2 separate regions of the Hordeum vulgare genome follow, and region 2 is linked to region 1. The links are chromatin contacts, called in public Hi-C maps. All regions are on one chromosome and are shown on one strand. The core of a region is the stretch at or near the end of the contact, and the rest is flanking DNA. Distances in the headings are between cores, read along the strand shown.

Evidence for each region. A called contact is a pair of places that touch in the nucleus more often than the background predicts.
Region 2: a contact with region 1 is called in a Hi-C map of leaf, with 2.6 times the contacts expected there. The contact joins the promoter of LOC123398207 here to the promoter of LOC123451896 in region 1. A contact is called at or near these places in 3 of 6 Hi-C or Micro-C datasets (leaf and seedling) and 1 of 1 datasets of contacts at active chromatin or transcription factors (embryo).

What each region holds. Positions count from the first base shown.
Region 1 is chr5H:116,130,673-116,133,362 of MorexV3_pseudomolecules_assembly, reverse strand. It overlaps LOC123451896, which reads left to right and starts at 1,336. Exons shown (of 10, transcript XM_045128445.1): 1 at 1,336-1,661; 2 at 1,767-1,881; 3 at 2,149-2,210; 4 at 2,366-2,690. The coding sequence starts at 1,576.
Region 2 is chr5H:116,259,757-116,262,446 of MorexV3_pseudomolecules_assembly, reverse strand. LOC123398207 (protein RALF-like 33) reads left to right here and starts at 1,304. Exons shown (of 1, transcript XM_045092706.1): 1 at 1,304-2,150. The coding sequence starts at 1,543. The coding sequence ends at 1,911.

The DNA of each region.
Region 1 (2,690 bases), core at 87-2,586:
AAGGTAGCAGATGGAGGTCTGGAGCTTCTCCACGGCGATGCCTTCAAGAAGACAACAACACAAAAGAGTGCCGCCATCGCTAGTCTTGACAACAAGCTGAGAACGAGGTTTTCACCCGGATTCGCTCGATGAACCTCCATCAAGCATCGTGTGCATGGGTTGCCACCGATATGAGCCATCACGTAGCGAGTAGGCCGTACCAGCCATATCATATCTGTTCGGAGGCCAGACCACGCATGGCGCCGACCCGTTCGCCAGGCCCTCTGCGTCGCCGCCGTCGATCCGGGGTCAGATGGCCCATTGTCGCACATCTGGTAGCCGTCGCCGAACAAAGCCAACGTTGCTGCCCGAAAGGCCATCCGTCGTGCCCTCAACCATTGTCGCCCGAGGCAGAGTCAGCCATCGTGCCGCCGCCGGTCAAGGCAGGAACACCCGCCGCGTCGCCAAGGCCAGATCGGTCGTGCCTCCTCACGCCGCAGGGCTCCGCACCATCCCCATGACGTAGGAGAGAGGGAGGCCCCCACCACCGCCGTCGGCCTGCGGGCTATAGGCCGGCGGCTTCCCTTGGAGCATCAAATGGAGGGAGGGAAGGAAGGAGAGCCCCCGACGACTAGGGTTTCGTCCTGCCCTAGTCGTCCGAGCGGGGGCGACGCGGGGGTTTATCCTCTCGACGTGCTAGTTGTTTTGATTTCCTCTATGATAGAAAGATAGGAGCGAGCAGTAGGGTAACAATTTATGCATGATATAATAAAGAACAATGTTTAGCGTGAACTATGAACAAAACCGTGCATCATTTATAATTTTTTTTAAAATACTTATTGTTGAAGAGAACTAGAACAACAAGTATTGTGGTACGGAGGGAATACTTAGAGAAAAAGTTAGAGAGATCTCTGCCGGTACACTCGATTCCAGCTGGCCGGCGACAATGATCCAGGTGCTCTGCTCACCTTGGTGACAGTGTATAGTTAAGTGAACCTTCTTTGAAGAGTCCAGAAATAGTAAGCAAACACTAGTGGACGAAGTGAGCCCGCCACTCAGATCTGTACTAGTCGGGTTGCGGCGGTTCACTGGCCATGAACTGATCAGCTCAAGAAACCTTCCGCGCGATGGTTCTTCCAAGAAAATCACCGACATGCATGTTTCTACGCCTTGTCAGCCCCACTCGTGACAGGGGCCCATTTTCAGTGCATTAATCTTGCTAAAAACTGCAGAGGAAGCTCCGGCGGTATATAACTGCATTAAAAAATAGTAGAAAAATATGTACATTGAGCTGCCTGTTATCGTCAACTACAAAGGAAAGAAGAAGAAGAAAACGTTCCAAACGCACTGCCACAAAACGCAAGGCGAAAGTACCAAAGAAGAAGCGGATCCGCCGTTGACAATCACAAGTCAAGTAGTATTGTAAAAGCATAGGCAACTCAAACGCCGCCAAAGAAAATCCAAAGAAGCTGAGACTAGGGAACCATCCCAGCTTCTTCCTGCAGGTTTCCCCCGCCCTCCATTTCCTGCCCCCTTCCTCCTCCTCATCTATATCAGACCCCCTGCCAATGGACTCCTCCTTCCCTTTCTTCCACAATGGCTTCTTCCAAGCGGCCCCGTCCATGTTCCGGCGACGGCGGCGAGCTCTCCCGGCCTTGCAAGCGCTGGACATCACTCGTCATGTGAGTCTCCGCCTCTGGATTTCCATCCTTGGGATCAAATCAACGGCTGGTCAACTTAATTACCTTGTTCATATGCGATCCTGAGCTGATCTGTTTGGGTGGCAGGCATGTGAGGGGGAGGAGGACCATGGGTCAGGGAGTGTTTGGCTTCAGAGGGATCATAGGGGAGGAGTTCATGGCCATGTTCCTGCCGGTTTTCAGCAACATGGTTCAGAGAGTGGTAGGCACTTGGTCAAACAAAGCGCTTCCTGTCCCCATATGCCCTTTTTGATTTATTTATGAGAATTTTTAGTAGTACCTGTGTGTGCTTCTCATATCTGTAAAGGAACAGCTAAAAGAAAGGCCTATTATTCATTTGTGATACTTTGATATATTCACGTTTATAACAGCTAAAGGCCAAACATACGAATCTGTTCTTGATAATCTTTGTCTTCTTCTCAATATCATCTGGAAAAATTATAACCTTTCTCACATCTGCATATTTCAGGTTTCAGAGGAGGTAGAGAAAGCCATGTTCAGACAATTCAGTGCAGCAGCAGCGCCTCCAAGGTGGGAGATATACTTCTCCTTTCTCATGATAAAATTAGATCCATTTTACAAAATGTTTCAAGTCAGTCTCACTGCTCCTAACATACATGCTAAGCTGCCTCAATATGCTTCCATTTGCTCAATTTTGATGGTAATTTTTTGAGCTATATATGTAGGCTATTAGCTGGCCGGAGCCACCGTCCGAGGTATCAGCTCATGTTCTTGAATGATCTAAAACCAGTTTACACCATGATGAAGTTAGAAGCCAAGGATGGATCAGCTCTCAAGGTGGCCATGGTTGAAAACCTCGAAAACGACCAGACGAACGTCGTCAGGTTCGGTCATCTTTCTTCGGTTAGGGTTGAGGTTGTAGTCCTCCATGGCAACTTCAATGCTAAAAAAGAGGAATGCTGGACTCCTGAGGAATTCAGCAAGCATATAGTATGGGGCCGAGAGAAAAGCGCAAAACTCCTCAACGGTGATCTGATGCTGAAGCTCAGT
Region 2 (2,690 bases), core at 55-2,554, 130 kb before region 1:
CTTTGGTTCACGCTATTTACAAATTGTGAAAATAGAAAAAAAATGTAGGATTTGAAATCTCATAGAAATTTATTTTTTTGCAGGAATATCATAGAATGTTGAATTATACGTGAATTGAGAACACACTGTGTCATAGATGTTGTTTAGTTGAACTATGCGTGAATTTGCCAAGAATTATGCATGAATTTGCCAATCAGATTGTATGCAAGGCAGTCCATATAAAGTTTGTACCATTTGTATGTTCCTACGAACCAAGCACATCACACAGGAAGAATTCCTAACGGGTAGAATCCTACAAAATTCTCATGAATTTTGTTTGTACCAAGGAGGCCCCGAAAGTGCCACTCCATCAAAAAACCTCAGACTTGAAAGTATAGAGATGAGTGAACAAAGTGCACATATCACCGCATAAACAATGCTTTCCCAGGAACAAAACAACCATAGATGCTCTTTCAAAATCTCATCGAGTAGTATTTAATTCGTATGACTTGCGGAAACTGTGACGGAGGGAGTAAGCCGTTTTCCATCGGCAAGTTGACCATTTTGCAATCAAAACGTAGACACCAAGAAGAAATTCCTTGGAGAAAGAAGATAGGAATATGAGAAATAAAGAAAGAATGACCGGCCTCATATTCAATCTGAATTGCAAGAGTGCTGTCGAGGCTAGCACGTAGATGAAAAACTATAGTAGGTCAAGAGAACACATGTAAGCACGTAGCATGTTGAATTGTTGGCATGCCAAAGTTTTGGTGAAAAAGAAAACCACGTAGCATTTCGAAGAGTTGCTGCCTTTGTAAGGTTATATGACGGTCACTGACAAAGGATACCTACGTGGTATGCAAGGGAAGGGACGTGAAAGTTGCACGTTATAGTACACCTTTGTAAAATCCACCGAACAGGATCAGGTTTTGAAGCGAAGGCTATTATTGGTAGCAGCACAATTTTAAACGAAACTTTTTATCATAACACAAAAACCCCTCTTGTATCCACTTGGTGTACTCGTGAAATTCGCGTAATAATACGGCACCATCTAGGAGCAGCAAATTTAGCAAAGCAACGGACAGTGGCCAAACTCCACAGGAAGGCCACCTGAAAAGCTGCCACCGTCCCACGATCCTCCATGTTCCCACAAGGAACCCTTGTCCCATTGTAGATTATACTAGTTGGGTTTAATCATCCAGCAAGGTTTGCGGCGATCATATGCCGCTGTTACGACCACGCGGCTCGTCTCATCCTCCGTTGCCTGCCTGCACATGGCCATAGTCTCTGGCTACACGCTTCATCCTCCTCATCTCATGAGTTGTGTCCAGTTGCACCGCACCGCACCGCAACGCGGCCGCGCTCCTCGTCTTTATTATCTGGCTCGGGGGTTGGGGACCCCTTTCTATTTCACTAGCCCCACCCCCGCCGCTTCCCAACCTCACTTTATCTCGCCCGCCCTCTCCTCTCCGCTCGTCACACCAGGCCAGCTAAGGATTCGCTGTGCGCTCCCCTCCCCCACGCGCATTCATTCCCTCGCCGCCGCCGACTCCGCGCCGCGCCATGGCCGGCGTTAGGAGCCTCGTGCTGCTCCTCCTAGTGCTCGCCGTCGCGGCGCTGTCCGCCTCCGCCACCTCCATCGCCGGCGGGGACCACCTGCAGCTCGGCCTCTTCGCCGGCCCCGGCCGCGGGGAGTGCAGGGGCACCGTGGCCGAGTGCGGCGGGGAGGACGCGGAGGGGGAGCTCGGGTCGGCGTCGGCCGAGGCGCACCGCCGCGTGCTGCAGGGCCGCGGCTACATCAGCTACGGCGCGCTGCGCAGGGGCACCGTCCCATGCAACCGCCGCGGTGCCAGCTACTACAACTGCCGCCCCGGCGCCCAGGCCAACCCCTACCACCGCGGCTGCTCCCGCATCACACGCTGCCGCGGCTAAGCCAAGGAGATCACGTCCTCTCTTCTCAGTTCCAAATAAGCTGCTGCTTCTCGCGCTCTTCTTCGAGCGGTACCTCTAGTATACTACTGCTGCTACTATTTACGTACTGTATTAGTTAATTGCTTTGGTTGCCGCCTCCGCCGCCGTATTGGCCTACTGGGACATTTGTTGCCGTCGTTGTTGTAAAGTAAAAGAGAGATTTGTGCCTTAATATCAAGAGATATTTGTTATTCTTTCAAGTTTGCATGCCCCTCTTCCCTTGATCTTCTTGGAGTAAGATGATGAACTTGAGGTTCTTTGTTGTCTGATTTAAGAAAATACTACTTTGCTTTTGTTGAATGGAGATCAGATTGGTTTCGGAGAAAAATAAATTCAACAACGTCGTTCAGGTGGATCTAGGGCGTAGAACCATCCGCCACCTTCGTGTCTAGAGATCAAGTGCTATCACTAATTTGTATAGATCTTGGCAGGGACGGAGGAGGACTAGCTATTTTGCTCTTTCTCCTAGCACGTCGTTGTTGTTTATTTTTGGGCCGTAGAGGTTGGTTGTTTTTTGGTTTGGTTGGGCAACAGACAAGAGTTAGTGGAGGCCATGTTTGCTCACTGCCTCGCTTGTCCCTCCTGCCTACTTAGTCATAGCATAAATCAATTGATGGTGATAATTAACTTACTTAGTGGAGTACTAGTATTACTCCCTCCTTCACAGTTTAACAGTTTAAAAGGCATGCATGTATATTTAGATTGTTAATTTGACTTATGTAAAATATATTATTTAACAT